2 separate regions of the Anser cygnoides genome follow, and region 1 is linked to region 2. Evidence: chromatin contacts called from public Hi-C data. All regions are on one chromosome and are shown on one strand. Each heading gives the region's core, a stretch centred on a gene start, on an enhancer-like site or on the middle of the called end of the contact. The rest is flanking DNA. Distances are from core to core; before and after follow the strand shown.

Evidence for each region. Hi-C and Micro-C count contacts between places; a contact is called where the count stands out from the background.
Region 1: a Hi-C map of liver shows a contact between it and region 2, with 8 times the contacts expected there. The contact joins the enhancer-like site here to the promoter of ASAP3 in region 2. A contact is called at or near these places in 3 of 7 Hi-C or Micro-C datasets (granulosa cells and liver).

What each region holds. Positions count from the first base shown.
Region 1 is chr24:3,281,850-3,287,966 of Taihu_goose_T2T_genome, reverse strand. It overlaps OPRD1 (opioid receptor delta 1), which reads right to left. Exons shown (of 3, transcript XM_066982581.1): 2 at 1,675-2,024; 3 at 1-958. The coding sequence ends at 426. Among named protein-coding and RNA genes, the nearest start is that of OPRD1, 4.1 kb to the right of the region's middle. Within about 2 kb of position 2,061, at least 1 of the 3 cell types and tissues checked has open chromatin away from gene starts, as enhancers often do. A contact at or near this core is called in liver, where this site is marked.
Region 2 is chr24:3,237,801-3,243,376 of Taihu_goose_T2T_genome, reverse strand. ASAP3 (ArfGAP with SH3 domain, ankyrin repeat and PH domain 3) reads right to left here and starts at 2,354. Exons shown (of 26, transcript XM_066982498.1): 1 at 2,164-2,354. The coding sequence starts at 2,289. E2F2 (E2F transcription factor 2) reads right to left here. Exons shown (of 5, transcript XM_066982574.1): 5 at 4,799-5,576.

The DNA.
Region 1 (6,117 bases), core at 812-3,311, 45 kb before region 2:
CCTGGTGGTGTCGGCATCTCGTCCGTGTGCAGGGCTGCCCTGGCCGCTCTTGGAAATCTCAGAATAATACAGCAATAATATTAACAGTCAACAGTCATCCTCCATGGCCAGTCCTGGTTTGGAGGACTCCAGTAAACCACTGCTCACCAGTGGGTTTTCCTTTGGCCATTCCCACCGGCTGGTGATGGCAGAAGGAAATCCCAAACGCTTCCACGCACGCGGCGGATGGCTCCTTGCTGCTCAGTGAGTCCCCATTCCCCCATCTTGGGTTAAAAATAATTCTTTGCAGCGAATTGCTTTCAGTCTCAGCAGCATCGAGCAACGCCGGGGCCGCCACGCTGCTACAGCTCCGTGGTGGTCACCTGGGTCACTTCGGAGCGCAGGTCGTCCCCCCTGCCGCCCCGCCACTGGCTGCCCACGGCTAGTCATGCCGGCTTGGTGCGGGCCTCGGAGGGGGTGCAGGTGGAGACCTGCTCCCGCACGGTGTTTCGGGCTCGGGAGAAGCTGTTCTGCTCCACGCGGGCTCGGAAGGGCAGGCAAAACTCTCGGAAACACCTCTTGAAGTTTTCATCCAGGAAAGCGTAAAGGACGGGGTTGAGGCTGCTGTTGGTGTAGCCCAGGGCGATGCAGAAATGCAGGCTGGCCACCACGTAGGGGTTCTTCTTGTCTATGTCCACCAGCGTCCAGACGATGACGAAGATGTGGATGGGCGTCCAGCAGATGATGAAGGCTGCCACGACCACCAGCACCATGCGCGTGATGCGCCGCAGGTTGCGGTCCTTCTCCTTGGAGCCCGAGAGGAGGCGGACGCTCTTCAGGCGCAGGATCATCAGCCCGTAGCAGATGGTGATGACCAGGATGGGGACCATGAAGGCAAAGATGAAGACGCAGATCTTGGTCACGGTGTCCCAGTAGATGGGAGGATCGGGAAACTGCAGCGTGCACAGCACCATCCCGTCTGCGGGAGAGAGGACGATGTCAAAGAGGGGTTAAAAAAGAGAGCAAAGAGTGTCTGCTGTGTATAGTCTGCTCTCAGCTGTCGTGGCTGAGCATCTCCATCCTTGGTGAAACACTAGGGGATGCGTGCCCACCTGCCAGCTCGTCACAGAGGTTCCCCGGGAGCTGTGCCACCAGCCCTTGGGGTGCCCAAGGGATGCAGAAAGTACCAGGGACCCATTCCCTGCAGGGCCTCCCGGGCCATCCCCACGCTGTCTCCTCCCAACCACTGCACTGGACATGTCCCCGTGCCACCTACTGAAACCTCCCCCCCTTCCTCAAGCTGCTCAGAGCTTTCCTAGCAGCCAGGGTCTGGCCCCACCGAACAGGAGCTGCCGAGCGTGGTGTGGGCCAGCCGGGGACTTTGCAATGAATCCTGAGCCCTGGGCATGGGCTTAGGCATCTGATTTGCACCCCAGAAGGAGGAGCTGGGGAGAGGCACTGGGGGGACTGGAGGTGGGGAAGGGGGAGGACAGTTTCTGGGGTTGTTTCCAACCTCTTTTCCCATTTCCCAGCCAAGCTGGGAAGTGATACCATGATGATTTTCCATGGCAGGGCATGCTCCTGGTCCCATGGAGGGGTGACCTCCACTGAGCCCAAACCGGGGACGGGACCAGGCGGCCTGGGTTTGCCAGGACAGACGGCACAGGAGGGGACCTTTCCCCCGAAGCCACTTGCCTTTCGACTTGGTGACCGCCATGACCATGATGGGCACCCCGATGACGGAGGAGAGGACCCAGATGCAGACGTTGATGACCTTGGCCTTGGCTGGCGTGCGGAAATCCAAGGCCTTGACCGGGTGGCACACGGCGACGTAGCGGTCCACGCTCATCATGGTGAGGGTGAAGATGCTGGTGAACATGTTGTAGTAGTCAATGGAGAGCACCACCTTGCAGAGCAGCTCCCCGAAGGGCCACGTCTCCATCAGGTACTTGGCGCTCTGGAAGGGCAGTGTGCTGGTGGCCAGCGCATCCGCCAGGGCCAGGTTGAAGATGTAGATGTTGGTGGCCGTCTTCATCTTGGTGTACCTGCGGTGGCAGACGGGAGCTTACAGGGGGTTGGGGCTGGCTCGCAAGGCTTGGGTGTGCACCCAATGCTCTTAAGGATGAGATGTTGCCAGCTGCCCATCCCAAAAGCTTCAGAAACCACAAATACTTTCTGTCCCTTCCAAATTCAATAGGAAGCGAAAACAAAAAGTATCGCTGAGCAAATGTGCCCATTTTGGGAAGGGTGAGGGACTCGCTGCCGCGTTGGGTGAAGCCAAGGGGAGCCCTTCCTATGCAAGCCATTACCTGGCCAGGGAGGTGACAGGAGTTCAAAAAAAAATCCGGATAGCTTTTCAGAGAAGTCTCTTTTCCAATTAAATCAATTTACTCCATTTCCCTGAATCAGTTGCACAATGCCCTTTACCTCCCGAAACCTCTTTTATCTGATTTTCCACCCAGTAAATCGTGATTATCTAGCTTGTTTCCCTGTTGAGTTTACTTGCAGAAATTGGATCGATTACCCCCGGAAAACAGGCCATCTGGAAGCAGCGCCGTGGGCCCGGCTGGAGCTGCTCGGCGGGAGCTTTTTGGGGGAGGCCTGGCTGCGTCGGGCCGTGCCCGGCCGGGCGACGCGGGGCCATTCGCTGCCTGCGCCCTTTGCTGGGCGCCAGCCCCGGTCCTCGTCACACCATGGTAGGAGAAACACCCGGTGCTGGGTGCCAAGACCTGAAGGTCCCCAAAATCTGAAGTTTCACCAGGGGTCAGCACGCTGGGGCTGGGTCGGGGCAGCTCATCGGGAGCCCCCCCGGTTGTTTGTGGGGTGCAGGGGTCAGTGCTGTGCCAGCGGCTCCAGCCCTTCCCGCGTGCTCCCTTGCAGCAAGCCCCATGGCTCGGAGCATCCTCCGCTGCCCCCGGCTCATTTAGATGCAGCCTAATTAATTAACAAAAGTGTTGGCCTGGATGCCAGCATCTCTGTGCATGGGTGACCTGCCTGCAGCGGGCACGGGGGGGTGGTCTGAGAGCAAGGGGGGGCTGCGGCACTGCAGAGACCCCGGAGCTAATTCGGGTCTGGTGCGCAAGGGGAAGATGGTGCTGGGTGTGTGTCAGGCTCAGCTTGTAGAATGGCCCCACCGTGCGTTTTGGGGTACATGGAGCGAATTTGGGGGGTGAGGGGGGGTTGAAGGGCTTCATCTCCTTCGGATGCTGCTCGGCTGGAGAGCAGCACACCGGCTTGCTGCGTGGAGGATCAGCAGGGCTTTGGTTTGCTCTGCTGCGGGGGGCTCTGTCCCCTCCGTAACATCCCGACCCGGGGCTCTCCCCCATGCTCCATCCCAGCAGCTCAGCGGGGTGAGGGAGCCCACCGGGGGGGCTGCGGCCCCCCCAGTTCTGCTGTCAGCAGAGCCAGGAGCTGCAGGAGTGGGTCTGGTGGAAAACAGCAGTGAGCACATGTGGCCGCTGGTCCCCCACCCAAGGGGGGGGAACATCTGATTTGAATTTGTTTTTTTAAACACAACATGCATTTGAAATTTCCTTGAAAAGTCCTTTTCACTGTTATTTCCTGGGGTCTTTTTGTGTGTGTGTGTGAATGCATCTTTTAGCAAAGTTTCGTTCCAGGTTAAACAAAAACCTGAGCATTTTTGTCGTTGTCAGGTGGGGTTTTTTTTTTGGCTCACCTAGGTTAAAAATAGCCGTTTCAGGTAGATTCACACTTCTTTGATCTCTGCTTTCTGCGTGAAGTGGAAAATCCGTTGTCGGTGCCGTGCTCTGCCAGGCGCACTCAGCAGCGCTGGGTCAGCGCTTCTGCAGCCCGCTGCCAGATGTGCCGGGGGGCCGGGGCCCAGGCCCCCTCCCCAGGCACATGGGGCTGTGCTGGTGAGGCAAAGCAGAAAACGGGGGACTCGAAAGGACCCCAGAGCTGGGGTTTGGGGACAGGATTCGGCTTGGGATCCCCCGGGGGTCCATCGTGGTGCCCCCTCCCTGGGCTGCCCATGACACGGGTGCTCCAGGCGGGAGCTCCGTCCCTGCGGCAGAGCGCGGTGCTGTGAAGCAGCCGCCTGTGCTGATGGAGCTCCCGGGGCTGCCAAACCCATCGCAATTAAGCGAGCGCCTTGATTGGGAAGTTAGGCACTTGAAAGAAGCAATCTGGAAGGGCTGGAGGGAGACAGGAGGCTTGTGTGAGGCGCGAGGGGCTGAAGCGAGCGCGACGCAGCATGGCAGCGGCCGTACCGCAGGAGCGAGCCGGAGTCTGCGCTCCCGGCTTTCCCCCCGAGCTCCCCAAACACCTAAGTAAAAGAAACCGCTTGTAAAACTGGCTGAAAAAGCCTGGTTTTAGGAAGCCTGTGCCCAGCAAAGGGATGCTCTGGCAGCAGGCAGGCTGCCGTCCCACTGCTCAGCTCCGGGCACTCGCACTGAGCGTGCAGCTGCAAAAGACGTCCAGGGGTATTTTTAAAAGCCCTGACAATGCGGTGCTAATTGCAATCCAGTCGAGCTGTCGGAAGGTGCCGGGTAGGCTTGGCGCTGGCTCTGAGCTCATTTTGGCTGCCCTGGGCAAGAAGCAGTCTGATTTTTTGGCCGGGCTGGGTTCTTGGGGTGTGCAGTGGGGTGGAGGGAAGGAGATGCTGCGCGTGCTGTTCTCTGGGTCCCCGGGTCCCCAAGCCCCACGGGATGCCCTCCAGCTGTGCCTGCAGGGGCTTGGGGAGGTGTCCCCAGGAGCACAAATCCTCTTAGCAGCGGGGTCTGATCCTGAGCCGTGCCTATGATCCTGTCTTATGGCCTGATCCTGCAGGACATCGGGTGGGCTTCAGCAGGGGAACACAGTCCCGGACAAACCCCCCAAGCAGGGCGCACCTCTGCTCGTGCAGCGAGCTGCTCCGTCCTTCCTCCGCTCTCTGCTGCACGCACACAAACGGCCAGGAGCTCTGAGACCTTTGATTTTGGGAGGCCGAGCGCCCGCCTCGGCTTTCAGAAAACGGGTCTCATGCAGACGAGCCCCTCAGAAACCCCACGAGGGCCCAGGCACGCGAGCAGCAGCCGAGGGGCTCGGAGGATGGCGATGGTTCATCCCCTCGGAGTCGCCCTGAACTGCAGCGTCAGCTGGAGGGCGGCGAGTGGGGGGGCCAGAAACCATGGAGATGGGGTCCCTACGTGAGTCAGGCTCCGTGAGCGTGTGCAGCAATCAGGTTACTTCGCGAGTTAAATGACAGAGGATGGTGTTTGCACATTAAAGGCTTCTCCATTTGCAGACGCCTTCCCTCCCCTCGCCGCGCTGAGCCGGCTGCAGGGGGTCTGATGGCACGCATCCTTCACCCGGACACTGTCGGTGCCCTGTGTCCCTGCAACAATTACCGTAATTTGCTTTTTCTGGCCAGGGCTGATTTTAGTGGATGAAAAATCCCTGCCGGGGCCAGGTCCCCAGCGCTCCGTCCTCCCTCCCCAGCTCGAGGTATGCGAAGAGGCAGCGGAGGCGCCCGAGGGGCGCGGAGCTGGGGGGAGCTGGCTTTGTTCCGCAGGTGAGGATGCTCCGCACCTCCTGCAGCTCCCCTGCGTGCTGAGCCTGCTCGCTGCCGTCCTTCCTCGCTCCCAGAGCCGTTGCCTTTAGTTTTGCACGGGGTTTGGAGCGTGGGTGCCTGCTGCACACCTGATTTTGGGGTGGAAACCTGCCCAGGAGCCAGGGGGGAGGGTACCGGCCGCTGACCCGGTGTAATGGTGGCTGTGCTGGGAGTGCTGGTGGGGGGAAATGGGGGAAAAACGGGGAATTTCACGCAAGCCCCGGTGGTCTCATGGTTCTCATTCCTTATAAACCGCAGCTGTGGCTGCATTAACCCCTGGTACCCAGGCAGGGTCAGTGCGGGGCTGCTCCCCAGCAGGGAGGGAAGGGGCGTGCGGGGCCCTTGGTACGCTCGTGGCTTTTCCCTGGGGTCCCTCCCCGCCAGCAGTGCCCCCCGAGGAGTTTGCTGATGGAGTAAGAGCATCTGGATCCGGCCCTGAGCAGCTCCTCTTGGACAAAGGGGCCGCTGGTGCGGGCAGGGGATTTGGCACCGGGGTGGGGCTGTGGTTGGGGTGGGGGCAGCGTCTGGGTGCGTCCCCCCAGACACCGGCTCCCACATCCCCCGTCCTGCTTTGTGCAGACGCCGTG
Region 2 (5,576 bases), core at 1,105-3,604:
AACCCGGAGAAGGGGTCACATCGGCACAGCCGGTGGTGGTGACAAGGGATTCCCTATGGGGACGGCGGGAGGGACGGACCCGCACCTGCACCGCAGTCGCCTGGGGACCCCGGGCACTCCTCCTCGCCCTGCTCAATGGGGGCCATTCTTCGCCCCCCCCCCCTCGCCGTGCCGCCCGGGGAAGGCGCAGCGATGGGGCCGGGGGCTGGAGGCGGCGCTGCCGCCGGGGCAGGATGCGGCCGCTCCGGGTGCAAAGGGCAGAGCAGGGCAGGACGCCGTGTTTACTCTGCGATGGGGCAACGCAGGATGCGGCCGCCAGCTCTGCGGCCTCTGCCCGGCCATCCCGCACCGACACCTCTCAATCAGCCAGCACCACCGAGGGCAGGATGCGGCCCTTCTGCTCACACCAGAGACCCGGCCTCGGGTCCCCTCCCCGTGCCTCGTCCTGCTTTTATTTCTCAGCCAAAGCCCCCATGGGATGCGGCTCCTGCCCCCAGCACCCCAAAGCCACACGAGACCCCCGGGAGGGGACAGCCCGTTGTAATCCCAGGAGGGAAACTGAGGCACGGCGCAGCTTCGGACACCGGGGAGGACCTCGGTGGTCCCCCGGCCTCCTGCCCTCAGCACCCTGCTTCGGCACAGCTTTGGGGTGCTGGGGGGGGGTCGCGCTGCCCCCTCCCAGCAGACAGCAGCCTGGGCTCACGTCCAGCAGCGCTGAGCACCCTCCGGCTTCCCAAAGCACCAGCATGGATGCGGGGCAGGGACAGGCGGCGACACAAAGCCCCAGCCCCCCCCGGCTCCCCCCTCCCAAAGCAGCCGCTGTTTATTTTCCTTGCCTGATGCTATCGCCCCGTCGAGGATCAGCCGGCAGCGCGGGGCTGGGGCTTGTTTGTTTGGATTTCCCTCTTCCCCTCCGCCGGGGCGCTGGGTGTCGGAGGCCTGGCTGCCTTTCGGCTCCCCCGAGGGTCCCCACAGCCCCCTGGCAGACACGTGCCCCCCCCGGCCCCTCTCCCCCGAAGACCCCAGCCGCTGTCACAAGCCCCGGCGCTCAGCCACGCTCGCTGGAACGTTCCCAAGCGAACCCCCCCGCCCCCCCAAATCCCCGTCCCCCTTCCCCCAAATCGCAGCCTCCCCAGGGAAGCCGAGCGGCCAAACGAAATTCCTGCCGCTTCCTCCTGCCTGGAGCTGCCTCCCCCTTCCCGGCCGAGAGAAAGAGCCAGAGCCAGGGGAGAGCACGTGCTGGCGGGGCCCGGGATGCTCAGCACCATCGGGTGCTGGGTTTCCAGCCTGGGGGGCTCCCTTCCCGCTGCCCCCGGGGCTCCGAGGGGGCCCGCGCCGGCCCCACGAGCTCTGGCTCCCCTTCAAAGCCATTCCTTCGCTAAGAGAAATTGGCAAAGGACGCGGGACCAGCTGGAAACAGCCTCTATTGGAGGCAGGAGTGGGGAGAGAGGGATAAGCGCACCCTGCCACCCCTGCTCGAGCCCCATCCATGCTGCTGGCGGGGCTAAAAATCCCACCCCAGCTTTAATAGCAACGGGAGCCCCCCGCAGGGACACCTCGAGCCCTCAGGGCGCAGCGGCTCATAGCCCTGAGGCACGGGGCCGATGCTGAGCCCAGCCCTGGGGACGGAGCCAGCCCCTGGGCAGCACCCAGAGCTGGAAACGAAACCAGCTGGAACGGCGAGGTTTTGCCCATTTCTGCAGGCCTTGGTCCCAAGAAAACGTGCGGTGGGGCGGAGGATGGAAACGGCCGCCCCGGCTGCAGGGTCCCGAAGCAGCGGCTCAGGGCGAGCGCCGGGGGACCAGCCCCACATCCCCGGGCGCTCGGAGACGGGCGGCACGAACAGCAGCCCCCCGAAAAACTTTCCGGGTTCCTCTTTCCCACGAGCCATCGGCGACGGCAGCGGCCGAGCCCTCGGCAGAAGCGAAAAATTAAAACCTGGGAGAGCTGCAGCGAGAGACGCAAACCCCGCACCGAGCGGGGCCGGCGTCCCCGGGGGGCTCTGGGCGAGGGGGGGGGACCCCAGTAAATAGAAACCCAAGGGAAAGAGGCGGGTGCTCGCTGCGGGGCCAGCACTACAGGGCGCCCGGGGCTCGGGATAGGGGCGCAGGGGGTGTCCCCAGGGGGAAGCGCAGCCCAAGCCTCCCCCCCAGCCCCGCTCACCTCCTCCAGAGCCCCCACCGCCCCCCGGCACTTCTGCATCTTGGAGGCGAAGGCGGCGGCAGCCGGGGAGCTCAGGTCCTCGCCGGTCACGGCCAGGAACTCGGCCACGCTGATCTGCTCGGGCATGGTGCGGGCGGCACCGGGGGGGGCACCGGGGGGGGTGCACCGGGGGGAGGGCACCGGGGGCTGAGCCGGGAGCGCACCGGGGGAGCGCACGGGGGGAGCGCACGGGGGGGAGCGCACGGGGGGGAGCGCACCGGGGCTGCACCGGGGAAGCTGCTGAGCGTCCCGGGGCCGTGGGGGGCCGGTGGGGGGCCGTGGGGGGGCCGTGGGGGGCCGGGGGGTGCCGGGGTTCCCGGGGCCCGGCTCAGCGCCCCATCCCCTGCAGGCCGGCGGGGCTGCACCGGGGAGTTTCTCCCTCTGCCCGCCCGCTCCCTCCCCGCCGCCGTGACGTGGGCAGCGCCGCCCGCCCGCCCGTTAAAGGCGAAGCGCCCCCGGTGCCCCCCCCCCGCTCCATATTCCCCCCCCTCCCCCAGCAGGGGCCGTCCCGGGGCACCGGCGGGGTGCGGGGGGCTCCATCCGCAGCACCGGGGACCCAGGGTGCCGAACCCCTCCGTGCACCCCTCCCCCGTCAGGCTGGGACCGGAGAGGGGGGTCCCACGGCAGCCCCCCCCCCCCCACGCGGGGAGAGGCCCCACGGAGCCCACGAGATGGGGGCAAAGCACGGGGTGGGAAGGGCAGCGTGGTTCCTGCCCGCACCACGGGCACGGACAGGAGTTGGGGACACCCAAGGTGGCCCCTAAAGGCCAGCTTGGGTGCACAAGGGCTCAGCCTTCAATCCAAATTAAATCCAGATTAAATCCCCGCCCCCCCAAGCACTCGGCTGTCCCCATGCCCTGCTTGGCCCTGGAGGGGGGTGCACAAGGCGCAGAGCCCACGCGCCCCACTCCGTGCCTCCAGTGCTGCCCTGAGGCTCTGCTCGGAAACGTCCCCAAAAAAAAGAAGTGAGAGCGAAGGAGGAGTGGGGATAACGAACCGAGGGGGGTCCGGGGGGGCTGAGGAAGGAGAATCCGATGGCAAACCTCAGGAAAGGAGAAGCAGAAGAGGAGGGGGGTGGCAGGGACACGGAGCCACTTCTGGAGCACCCCGCTTTGCTGTGGAGAGGCAGCACGGGGGCTCCGTGTCCTGCCGGCCCCTTGCCTCGCCCAGGCCCGTGCAGGTCCGAGGAGCTGGATTTTGGGTTCCCTTTACCTGGTGATTTGCTGCAAGGACAATAAATAAATTAATTAATAATTTAAAAAAAAAACGGGCCTTTGGGTTTCCCAGCAGAGGACACGAGGATGCTCTGCAGGACCCCTGCACCAAGCAGCCCCCAGCCGGGGCAGGTCAGGGGGTGGCAGAGCCCCCTCCTCTTTCCTCCCTTCCCTCCTGGTTGCCCAGAGAGGGGCTCGGAGCTGGGCAAAAGGCCCAGTCCAGCACCCCAAACCACGAAGACCCCCGAACCTGCCCACCTGCACCCCCCCCAGCTCCTTTCTGCTGCTCCTGCAGCCCCCTGCAAGCCCCCAGACCATTTCTGTCGCACTTTGTGGCTCCGGTGAGCCCCGTCCCCGGCAGCTCACGGTGACAACGTTAAAGAAAACCCGGTAAAGAAAAACCCCAGCACAGCCTGGGCCAGCAGCCGGCCAGGATGGGGTGTGCGGGGCTGCGAGGTGCCCTGCTAAGGGGGTGAAGGTGTTTATAGGATCGGGGGGGGGCACCACACACACCCCTTAGCCCCCATCTGCCAGGGACAAGGTTAAGAGGCTGTGGCCCCGGTGAGACTGCTGCAGGGGAACGGGAGGAATTTGGGGGCTCCCAAGGGGTCCTGGCTGGGACCCCCCCACCATCCACGCACCTCCTTGGGGTACTGGGGGGGGGGGGGCTGACCCCAGCAAAGCATCCCTGTGGCCAGCCCAGGGCAGGGACTTAAAGCAGCGTGGGCCAGGCTCGGGAGCCCCCCCCCCTAATCCCCGCAGCCCCTTTCTTGGGGTGGCCCTGCCACCTCCTGGCCGGCCCGGGGACTGCCAGCCGGGGGTCGGGGGGGGGACACGGCTGCGACACCGCCAGCCGCTCCGGGACACGCAGCCCCCCGGGGATGGAGACAGGACCCGGTGCCTCTCACCCTCCTCCTCTGCCGTGCCAGACCCCATGGGATGAGCGGTGCGGCCCCAGGGTACCGGGTGCCACCGGACATCACCGGGTGCCACCGGACATCACCGGGTGCCACCGGACGTCACCGGGTGCCACCGGACGTCACCGGGTGCCACCAGCACCGTTGGCATCACCGGGTCACAGCCCAGCAATCCTGGGGCTGGTGGCCTGGGGCAGGGCCCTCCACGGGCACGTCCCCGCAGCCCCCAAAGCGGGTGCACCCGGGCATCCTGACCCCAGTGCTTGTCCCACACTCGCTGCTTTGCGCCGATCACGGCTTCGTCTCAACCCCCTTCTCCATCCACCCGCCACGGAGCAGGCTGACCCGCCGGAAATCCTAAAAGCAGACTTTTTCCCCCACCAAAAGCAGAAGCAAAACCGCCTCCCTCCCCCCGAAACGCACTGCAAACCGCGGCGTTTTGCTTCTTCGAGGAAGACAAGCCCCTCTGACTCAGAAGTTTTATTTCATTTCATCCCCTCCCGAGCAACAAACACCAAGTGCCACGAGTTTTTCACGACAAAACACATCCTCACCCACACCACGTCCAAGCCAAACTGCAGGAGAGCAAACCTCGAGGAAGGACGACTTAAATACACTCGCTTAAAAACCCCAAACGCCAAAGAAACCCTCGACAGCGCCGTGCCGAAGGTGGGTCCCGTATAAATACAGTGCAATAATTAAGGTACAATTTACAAGGGCAGGAGGAAAAGCCTGGGGGGAGGAACTCTGCCCGAAGTTCCCAAGGGGAGGGATGGGGCCGGGGCAGGATTTTCCCCCCCCCCCCGACACATCCTTGCTGCGGGATGAGGCCGTGCAGAGCCCAAAGCTGAGCGGCCGCATCCAGCCCCAGTGCCCGGCACCCAGGGGAAAAATCAGCGCAGGGAACCGGCTCCAGGTTGATCCCAGCATGGGGCGAGGGGGGGGCCGAGCCTCCCACCCCCCAGCGAGGAAGGGGAAAGCAGTAATATTAGGGAAAAGCTTGGGTTTCTCTGGGCGAGGAGCAGCTGGGAAGGACCAAGGGGTATGCAGCGCACCCGGCTCTGCCGCTGGCACAGCCGCACCGCCAACCCCCCCGCCCTGCTCCCGGCTCCCCCCTGCCCCAGTCACCACCACCTCCTGCCCATTAAGCTCCAGTTCAGACATCCCCCCCCCCCCAGCACCAACAGCTCTCAGGGAGCCGACACAGGCAGGAGAGGGGATGCTCTGCAAGCGGTTTGCCCGC